Linked DNA regions of Danio rerio: region 1 is linked to region 2. Evidence: chromatin contacts called from public Micro-C data. All regions are on one chromosome and are shown on one strand. Each heading gives the region's core, a stretch centred on a gene start, on an enhancer-like site or on the middle of the called end of the contact. The rest is flanking DNA. Distances are from core to core; before and after follow the strand shown.

Region 1 (5,722 bases), core at 2,342-4,841, 150 kb before region 2:
GAAAGCATTAAAAGTGTCCAAGAAGATGTCCAAAATATTTACACGAATGGACCCAGATACTGTTTTCGATACACTGATGAAAAGATGATGGACGTTTACTGTACGATGACCGAAATGGTCTTAAACACCCAGCAGGCAAAGTACGTCAACATGATGTCAGATTGACGTTGTACCCCAACGTCATGGACGTTGCATTTTATTTGGAAATGAACATGCTTTCCAAATAATGGTTGGGAACTCAAAGTCAGGCCAGTATCAATATCCAACGTCCAACCTCAAATCAACCAAATATCAATGTGTAATGATGTTACAGCTTGACGTTGTGTTGATGTTACCACTTTGACGTCTATCAGACATTGGATTTTAGTTGCCATGCCTGATGAATAAATGTCAGTATTTGACATCAATAAGTTGGTTTAAGATGTTGGCTGGACGTTGGATTTTGGTCACTTTCTAACAACCTAAAATCAACCAAATATCAATGTCATTTGACATCATTATTAAACATTAAGATAACGTTGTCTTTAGACGCTGGCTGAATGTTGAATTTTGGTCTCCTGATGTCACAACCTAACTCTAACCTAATATTAACATCTTATGACATTGTGTGCCTGCTGGGCAAATGCACTACATAATGTTACGCTTACACACATCCACAAATTACATGTAAACGCATCAGCTTCTTGAGTACTTTTGAAAGGGCTACTTTTTACTCATGAGTAATATTTACAACAGATACTTTTACTCTACTTAAACTACATTTTTAGGCAGGTAATGGCACTTTTACTTGAGGATGATTTTTCAGTACTCTTTACACCTGTTTACATGTTATTATTAATTTGCATTAAGATAAAATGTAGAAAAGGAAATCAAATAATATAAGTAAAAACAGCAAAATAACAATAAAAAAGTACAACATTTTTGAACTTCAGGCCCCATGGCTGGTAGTGTTTAGCGCCCCCAAAATCACTAAATCCGCCCCTGCATGTTTTATTTACTGTATTAAGTTTTGGGGCGGCAGGGTGGCGAGCACTGTCGCCTCACAGCAAGAAGGTTGCTGGTTCAAGTCCCTGCTGAACCACTTGGCATTTCTGTTTTGAGTTTGCATGTTCTTCCTATGTTTGCATGAGGTTCCTAAAACATATGCTGGAATAGTTGGCGGGTCATTCTGTTGTGGCGACCTCTGAATAGAGACTAAGCCAAATGAAAATGAATAAATGAATAAATATTATGTATTTAGTTACTATACTCCCAAAGTCATACCACAAGAAATAGCAAAACATTTAGCAGATTCTGTCCTGCTTATGTCATGATGACCACATGTCCCCACAGGTTTTAGCAATACAGTCAATTTTGAGTTTAGAGGGACACTTTTTCAGTCCCCATGAGTAAAATAGCTTATCAATCACACAGAAATAAAGGTTTTAGCAGATTGTCTCCAGTGAGGGTTTGGCTTAGAGGTAGGATTGGGATGGGGTGTAGAAAATACAGTCAGCACAGTACATTGGATAAATCTAGTACAAGTGTATGTGTGTGTTAAAATAACTGCAATTTAAGCTTTGGGTCTTTATATCACCTCTTAATGTTTGCACAGTAACTGTCCAACAAATTGTCACCTTGGAATTATAAGTGTCTATCTGCATTCTGAATGATTTTGAGATATTGAGCTTCAAAGTTTTTGCATTCCATAGCAAACAGTATGTGTGTAACACTTGTTTTTCAAATAAAAAGTCTTAAAATGTAAACAACTTATAAAAAACATCCCATAATGTAAATAAGTTGTCATTTAATAAATACTCAATTTTGACAAAAATGTCAGATATAACCTTATAAATCTAAGGTGACGAACATGCACCATCAGACAGTGACTTTCAAAGCAAATGGAAAGGCTCAGATATGATCAAATAAATAAGCTGTGTTTGTGGAAAAGTGTGAGGCCTTGATGTTGGTTTACTTTGAAGGTGTGGAGGAGGTGCCCGCAGATTGGCTGCGTGTGACTGATGCCCACTGTGAGGTGCTGCGGGATTGGCCGATCGTCCCTGTGATGCTGGATGAGAGGTGTGGCACCACTGGGTGTGTTTTCAACAGTGTGTTTGTGAGCTCTTTCTTTGGCACACACACTGTGAACTCCCACCGCACGGAGCGACAGACACACCCACTCAAACAAACACCTACCGAACACACCCTCCATCTGTGGGTGCACACAAAACACAGCTCTGTGGAGCGAACACACACACACACACACACACACACACACACACACACACACACACACACACTGGTAAAAACAAGTCATGTTTAAAATCATGGATAGTTGTATATAAGCTGTAATTGTGGTACTTCACAAATGAATAAACTGATTTATTGTTTCCCACGCTTTTTGGATTACCTCACAGTTTTACGCATCATTGCACTGATAGTTAGCCCAAACATGACCTTTGACCCTGTCACCTCCTTTATTAGCTGAAGCTGAACGAGGCTTTTAGTTTACACAGGTTTAAAATGGCAATGACACTTGAGCTAATAAAAATGCATCTAAAATAAATAATACAGATCGAAAGATCCAAACCAACCAAATATCGGTTACATATTTAATATTTAAATGTTTTATTTTAACTACCAAAATACAAAATACACACAACAAACAAACCTATAGAGGCTACATTGTTTACCAAGTATTTTTTTTACATTGTTTTATTAGCAAACTAATCTTTTAAAAACCAAATTATTATAAAATAATAATTTAACAACAAATAACTAGCAAAGGAAAGGCAAAACAAACCAATAAAAAGAGGGTACATTGTTTACCAAGCATTTATTACATTGTTTTATAAACAAACTAATCTTTTAAACAACAAATTACTATAAAATAATAATCTAACAACAAACTAGCACAGAAAACACCAAACAAACCTGTTAATATGTGACTACATTGTTTACCAACCATTTGTTTTACAAGAAAATCTAATGTTTTAAACACAAAATTACTATAAAATAATAGTTTAACAAAATATAACTAGCAAACAAAACATGTTGGTTAAATTGCTTTACAAAACAAACTGAACATTGTTGTTAAAATGATGATAACAATAGAAATCTAACATTGAATTGAACAATCAAAATAAATTTCTGTTTTATAAGCAACAAACAGGCTACAAAACAAATGATGCACTTTTTATTAAATGATGCATTTTATTAAACAAAACACTAATTACAAACATTAAGTTTTAAGAAAAATAAATATTTTACTTAAACCATCAAGTGAATACATTTTATAACAAAGGCATATGTTTTTGTTTACATTTTTATATGGCACTAACAATCAAATGTGTTTTATTATTTTCGGTTTCCAGCAAACAGACAGACAAGCAGCATCTAAATTATTAAAAAGCGAAGAATCTTTGAAAATCACTGGTGGGGTGAATAAACATGGCTGTTTTTGTGTGTGTGAGGAGTCTCTTGTGTATGGACTTGGTAGGCGATGTCTGAAGCCCAGCCCTTTTCCACGAGCGGCCACCGGGTCGCACTAGCGGACAATAACTCCACTGTGAACTGACGCTCACCTCCCGTTATTCCTCACCGAAACACTCACTCCCGGCCGCCAGTGACAGACAAGAGACGGGCTTCCAGGAGTTTGCGCCTCTAAAAATACCCAGGAGCCCCTTTCAATCATTTCAGTGTTTAAGAAATCATCCTTTGGCTGGAAATAGACACGTGTGTTGCGGGTGGACACGAGCGGTCCCGGTGAAGTTTATGGACTGAAAGTCTCGTCGCTCGTGTGGATTAACAGGACTCAAATCACTGCCAGTCTGTGAGAAGCGAAGCGTCGCGCTTTTTTGTTTGTTTCAAAGAAGACTTCAATGCTTTAAATGCAGGTAAGGAGAGAACAGCCCACTCTTGCTGTCAAACATCTCTACTTTCAGTTGTTTGGTGAAAGACTTGTTGTTATTTATGTGGACGTTAACTTCTGTTTTGTGAACACAGTGGACACGGATTTAAATATTTCTGAGACAAAAAGAAGTTGGCAACATATTTAAAATATAAACCAATGTCTATATTTAGTCTAAATGTGGATTTCACTTATATGTTCACATTTTCTTGTGATAGAATTTTCAAAATAATCAAGAATGGTCTGTTAATTGTGTCTATAGTCTGGTTGTATTGAATTGCTTTATTTAGATGGATAAGCTCATTCAGTGTCTGAGGTTGCAGTTGGGAAAGACATTGTTTGGACTATCAAACTTGAATTATACCGGTATGTATTGGATTACAGAATACTTATAATTCAGTGTTTGCAAAACCTGTAGATCCCATCATCATCGTCCCAGTGAACTTGCTGAACAGCTGCACACAAAGGTGCATTCAGTCTGTTTGGAGGGGCTAAATTTAATGCTCCTTATTCTAAGCGAACGAAGATTATGAGAGAAAAGTATTTAATATTACATAACGTAATACATAATTTCACCTAATATGACGAGTTTTTACATTTCGTTCCAGGTGATTCTGAGTGGTGTTCCTGAATTAACCACACTGTATTTTGACCAAATTATTAGGGTAACACTTTACAAAATGGTTGTATCAGTTATTTTTAGTTAATGGTAACAAACAATTAACCATACATTTTTACAGTATTTATTAATCTTTGTTAATGTTGGTCAATGGTATAAAAGTCAACCATTGTTAGTTCTTGCTAACTCACAGTGCATTAGCATATATTAACAAGCACAGCTTTGGGTTTTAATAATGCGTTCGTAAATGTTTAACTATATAATTAATAAATGCTGTACAAATCTTGTTCAATATGTTAGTTAATAAATTAACTAGTCTAACATCCCAGCAGGCATAGGATGTCAGATTGACCTTGTACCCCAACGTTGTGGGGATGTTGCATTTTGTTTAGAAATGAAAATTGGGTTAACATCAGAACCCAACGACAGGTCGACGTCAATGTCCAATGCTTAAAATCATTCAAATATCAACATCTAATGATGTTACAGCTTGATGTTGTGTAGACGTCACCACTATAACATCTATCAAGTGCTAAGTTTTGGTTGTCATACCTGACGAATAAATGTCGGTATCTGACGTCAATATGACGTTGGTTAAAGATGTATTTTGGTCAACCTAAAGTCAACCAAATATCAATGTCGTTTGATGTCGTTATTGGACGTCAAAATAACGTCGTCCTTAGACGCTGGCTAGACATTGAATTTTGGTCATCTGACGTCACGACCTATATCTAACCTAATGTTAACGTCTTATGATGTTGTGTGCATGCTGGGATTACCTAATGCAACCTTAACATAAAGCTAGGTCATTGTAAGGTTTATTACCAATAATTTGTTTACATAATTTGGGTCTTTCAGATTTAAAATGACAAAGCATCAAATAAAGCAAAAGAAGATAAACCGGTTCCATGTCAGCCGCCAGCTGTTAGTAAAATGGCATACATCCAGGCCTGTGGAGGTCACTAAACAAAAAGATAATACTCTCATACTGAAATGTTAGATCTGCTTTTTACAATATGTTTTATTTTGACCAAAATTATACCAGTTTGGTTTGTATGAAGTCAAAATAACACCACGATTATCATTCTGTTTCACACGTTTCCAGCGAGATGGAGGAGACCTTAGTTTATAAGCATAAAAAATGGTTGTAGCTTGGTTAAATGGTGCTCAGAGAGGAAGGTGTGAATTACAAGCATTTTTAATGAGCATGTATT
Region 2 (5,838 bases), core at 1,209-3,708:
AAAAATTATAAATTAAATTGCTTTAAACAAGTTAGTATAGTTACTCTTAACCGACTTCAAACTACTTTCAGTATATCTAGATCATTAAAAAAATTAATAAAAGCATTTATTTATTATTAAGGTTTCCCTTTTTCAAGAAATCATTCTCCCCTACCATATAAATTATACCGTATTTATTGATTATAGTTTTCAACCAAAGATTAAATCCTGTATGTACACTTTTACTTATAAAAATCGTATACAAAGTATATCTTATTTTACGCATTTTTCTATATTTTTACCTTAATCCAAGACAAAAATAAAATAAGTTATTTAGGGGCTTCAATAGGATGAGATCATTGATATAACAGCTGGCATGTATAAACCAGTGTTTTCTGATGTGTGGTATGTGTGTGTGTTTTCCTCAAGAACCCAGTATTATTGGCAGTGTCTCCCCTGAAAGGCCCAATGTCAGGTGGCACGTCACTCACTATAACGGGACAAAACCTTCTGACGGGCCGCTCCAGTGAGATCAGCATCCTGATTGGCGGAGTCCCCTGTCACATGTAAGTGTGTGTGCAGCCTCGTCCAATCAAATTTCAGGATTTCATCATGATGTCATACATTATTAACCGGTATCATCTCAGCTCTTTATGTCAGAAATAATTCATCATCCTTCTGGTAAAAAAACTAAATGAAAATGGTGAGCAGTGTCTTTAAAATGTCAGTTCAGAAGCTGCATTTACTCCTTAAAGTGATAGTTCACACAAAAATGAACATTTTACCTTTTTGTTTCTTCTGCAAAGACAAAAGAAGAGAATTTGAAGAATGTTGCAAACCTATATCCACTTCCGTACTATTTTTTCCGCTACTATGGTTGTCAGTGGACTCCAACATTCTTCAAAATATCTTCTTTTGTGTTCAACGGAAGAAAGAAGCTTATTAAGGTTTGTAACCACTTAAAGGCAAATAAACAGAATATTTTTTTTTCATATTTAAGAGTGAACTGTCCCTTTAAGTTTCACAGGGTGTACTGGTGTTAACATGTGGTATGATTAAATAGCTCATTGGCAGGGAACCTTTTTTCTATCAAGGGTCATTTACATTTTTGTAAATCATTTAGGGTCCACTCTACATTATTCAACATGCTGTATATATCACTACCCTCTCCACTGCGATGGTTGGAACTACTTCACTTTGGCAAGGCCACTTTTTAAACGATAATCCAAATTTGTTCATTGCCAAAACAACTTGCTCAAACATATCCTCACCTTTGGTAGTGCTGCTCATGGCTTGTAAAGACAGCAATTCCTCTGTCGTTTGGACAGATGATGGCTAGTTGGGCGGTGTTCGTGATGTCCTTTGTTTCATCACAGGCTAGAAAGAAAAACTGGAATTTTTTCCAGTGTCATAAGTGTTGTTTTAATGTTTTCCACATCAGTTATTTGTTCTGAGACAGTTCTTCAAGATAAACTTACACTCTGAAAATTATTTACTTTTCTATCGCTACTCTACAGTGGCAATAATACACTCTTACATGAGCTCTTCTTCTGAATGAGGTCTGAGTTCTTTAGCTATTGGCTCACTTAACGCAAAACTTTCTCTTTTTCAAAATGCTGTTTTTGCGAAAGCTGCTTGTTAGGCACCCAAACTACACCAAAAAGTGTAGAACTTTATTCAAGTGCATTTTTTTCCTTGCAGCTCTTTGAGTTTAGCATGCTTTGAGTTGTAATGACAACTTTTTTCATCACTGCAAGCTCATTCTCACAGACTAGGCACACCAGCTTGCTTTTGATTAAAAAAAAAAAAAAAAAAAAAAACATTTTTAAGAAATATGTGACATTCTGCATCTAGTTTTTTTGCCTGGAGCCATGATTATTATGCATATTGCACGTTCACGCCAGTTGTAACTCTGGCATTGGGATATATGGATTTAATATTAGTATATAATATCTATATTATATTTCAATTTTATTTATTTATTTAAAAATATTTTTATTTACTGTCACTTTCTGTCATAGACACTTAATTTTTAATTCTTTCCTGATGGGTGATTATGAATTGACTGATGGGCCAGATCAAATTGTGTCACGGGCCGCATATGGCCCGGAGGCTGGACGTTCCCCACCCCTGGATTAGCTGGATGACAGTTAATATGAAGAGTTCAGATGCAAAAACCTCTAAGTGCTGTCTGAAATCATCTGAAATAAGCATTTTTGATTATGTTCTGTTATTTGACTTCAAAGGCAATGCAAACAACGTATTTTTTGTCAAAAATGTGGATTTACTAAACAAAGGAGGTTTTTGCATCTAAACTCTTCATATGATCTGTAACAGTAATATGTACTAATAAACACTGTATGTATTAACAGTAATATGGTGTGTGTTGTCAGTTTACCGGAGCAGTTTAGCAATGAACGTGTTGAATGTGTGACCGGAGGCAGCAACAGGACTGGAGAGAGCGGCGTTACTGTGCGGTTTGGTAGAGCTGAGCGCCATCTAAAGGAGACCCACTATCATTACACCCCAGACCCCAATGTTACCCATGCTGCACCCTCCAAAAGCTTCATCAGGTAAGACTTTATTTAGCTTCATTTTTTTTACATATTATTTCACAAATTGCTTGTTAGCGAATTTAAGAAGGTTTTGATTTATTTTTCAAATTATAAACAAAGACTTTGCCAGTGGTGTGAAAAATATAATGCTGATATGTTGTTTAATATGCAATACATCGATAATAATCATATATAAATATTACAAATATTTATCTCTGAAAAACGTACATTCCAACAAAAAGCAAACGTGTCTTGTTTAGTCACAATTGTGTCTTATTAGTGTATTAATGAGACATTGTGCTTTACAAATGAGTCATTTGGTAAATGGGATGAGAGAATACAGTTGAGGTCAGAATTATTAAGCCCCCTGTTTATTTTTTCCTTTTTCCTTAATTTATAAACAGAATAGTTTTAATAACTCATATCTAATAACTGATTTATTTTATCTTTGCCATGATGACAGTAAATAATATTTGACTAGATATTTTTCAAGACACTTTTATAAAGCTTAAAGTGACATTTAAAGGCTAAACTAGGTTAATTAGGTTACAGTTTTTCTTGTTTGCTTTGACCTGGTTAAAGAAACTAGGTTCCAATTCATTTTCATTTTCACTATCCCAGCAGAGCAAAAGACTGGTCTTGCAAATGTGTAAACGCTTTCTCATTGGGTTGGCACATTTTCCCCACCATTTTTCAAAACAGTTAACACAGATGTCATTCAAGCAGTCCAAACTCCATTGTTTTAGTTATGGTAACCAAACAGAAACCATCTATTTCTAACCATTAGAAACTACCAACATCAATATGAATTCACTGAAGCACCGGTTTGACACTCCTTCACACAAATCTTCAATAAGCAATCAGTCTGCAAACCTTATAAAACGGTAGAAGGTCTGTGTTGTTCTGTGCCAGCATGGATGGAGGAGGTCAATAGTGGCTATGTCCTTTACTCCTAATAAATTTGACTGTATATTGGTTTACATGTGTTTTCTCTAATATTTACAGTATTTTATTACTTTTGTCTGTTTTTACAGTATTTCAGTTTTCAATTGTCGTTAATTCAATATAAATGTAATCAAAGCATTTCTTATTCTGGATTCAATTCTTTGCAAAAAGGCAAATTTGACAGCACAAATAGAAAGACAACAAATGGCATTGGCAATAGGCTACAATGACAAGCAATGGTGGTGCACTGACTTCTGTATTTTGTATTTTGTTGTCCGTTGTGTAATGATTAATTGAAAGAGCTCATATACCTGTTTGCAAGTTGTGTTGTTTGAAGGTAAAACTAGCTTTTGTTGCATATTGTAAAGGTTTTGACACGATATGTGCCTTTTGCAAGCAAAATGTGTCATTTTGACCATGAGTGCTGCTGTTTAGGCCTGTGTGTTAACTGTTTTGAAAATGTGGAGTTTCAGTTGACAACTGCATCCAAGCAATCGAGAAATACTGTAAGTAGGCAGGTTAGAGAAATTAGGCAAACTATTGAAATTATTGTTGGTTTGTTCTGTAGACTATTGAAAAAATATATAGCTTAAAGGGGCTAATAATATTGACCTTAAAATGTTGTTTAAAAATTAAAAACTGCTGAAACGACAGTTTTTTCATGATTGCTAGCACACTAAAATTCAACTTTTCCCACAATTAGCAAAACCGTACACTTAAGGAGCAAAACACAGAGCTAGATCTGCACAACTGTAAGCACATTGTCAGCTTCACACTTTTTGCAAAACATTACACACAGTGATATGCAAATCACTAAACACTTGGATGCTTTTGACACAGAAATTTTTCATAATGGAATTTCCTTGCAATTTTAAAGCAAAGGCCTTCAAATGAACACACACAAACCAAAGGTTAAACAGAGCCATCAGGTGTGCACACACACTGCTGCAAAGTTGTAGACACACCAATCAGCTGGAACCACAGTAAAGAAAGCAACAGGTATAAATTATTAGTCTTCAATAAACATGTTTACAGTAGTATAGCAATAAATAGTTGTCTTTAAGAAATATGTTTTACATGAGCTATAAATATTAATCTTCAATAAATAAGCCAATATTGCGGTATGGAAGAGGAAGCTTGAAAGTGAGGAAGATTGGTAAACAGGAGACAGGGAATGGAATTTTTTTATATTGAAATATTTACATTACCAGAAAGCTGAATAAATTGGATACTGTATACATTGTTGTATGGTTTGTTAGGATAGGGCAATATTTAGCTATCAGTATATCATTGTTTGGTGTATACACAATGTACATGTACTTAATTGCAATATCTCTTAAACCCTGATTATATCGGTATTGGTCAGTTAAAAATGATACAAATGTTTAAGATTGATTACAGCAGTGTGTAAATGAAGCAAACAGGTTTATATTGAATGGAGCGTGTGTGAAAATAACTGTTAAGAAATAAGACTTTCTCCAGAAGAAAAAGTATTATCAGACATACTGTGGAAATTTACTTGCTCTGTTAAACATAATTTTGGAAATATTTAAAAAAAGAAAGAAAAAATAATAAATTTAGGGGGGCTGATAATTCTGACTTCAACTGTACCTGATTACTTTTAGTGTGCAATTCAACAATGTGTATTTATTAATTAATTATTAATATTATTATTAATAATATTAATTAATTAATTAATGTATTAATTAATTAATTAATTAATTTATTTATTTATTTATTTATTTATTTATTTATTATTAATTAATTAATTAATTTATTTATTTATTTATTTATTTATTTATTTATTTATTTATTTATTTATTCATCTTTTATTTATTTTATTTTTTTCCGTTATTTTGGAAGATATTTACATATAATTAATAAAGGAAGTTATTGTAATGCTGGAGCATATCACAAGTATTTTTACAACTCCAACTAAGAACTTTTTTTCATATTTAATAAAAAAAATGTTTGTGTAATTTTCATTGCATTATGTATTTAAGTTTTTTTTAAATAAGAAATCAAGATTTGTCAAGGATGTACAGTATAGAATACATAAAATGTCAAATCGGTGCCCAATGTGTTGTGTTATGTAGATTTGGGCAATACAATATACTAGTCACATTCACAATATTGTTTCAGTATATAGCACATAAATATATTTATTCTGTATTCCATAGTCTGTAGTTTTGAGATTTACTATTATTTTTACTAAAATAGTAACTATTATTAAACTGTTATTATTATATTATTTTATTATTATAATGATTAAAACAATCATCTTTAATTAAAAATATATATTTTAATAGTATTTTTAGTGTATTATTTATTGATATTTAGACCATAAACCATACTGTTC

What was found. Hi-C and Micro-C count contacts between places; a contact is called where the count stands out from the background.
Region 1: a contact with region 2 is called in a Micro-C map of caudal fin, with 10 times the contacts expected there. The contact joins the promoter of plxnb1a here to the enhancer-like site in region 2. A contact is called at or near these places in 3 of 18 Hi-C or Micro-C datasets (caudal fin, embryo and an unstated tissue) and 1 of 4 datasets of contacts at active chromatin or transcription factors (caudal fin).

Annotation. Positions count from the first base shown.
Region 1 is chr23:10,257,803-10,263,524 of GRCz12tu, reverse strand. It overlaps plxnb1a (plexin b1a), which reads left to right and starts at 3,591. Exons shown (of 37, transcript XR_012399007.1): 1 at 3,591-3,875.
Region 2 is chr23:10,102,386-10,108,223 of GRCz12tu, reverse strand. It overlaps plxnb1a (plexin b1a), which reads left to right. Exons shown (of 37, transcript XR_012399007.1): 17 at 409-545; 18 at 2,373-2,552. Among named protein-coding and RNA genes, the nearest start is that of si:ch211-220i18.4, 44 kb to the right of the region's middle. Within about 2 kb of position 2,458, at least 3 of the 62 cell types and tissues checked have an H3K27ac peak or open chromatin away from gene starts, as enhancers often do.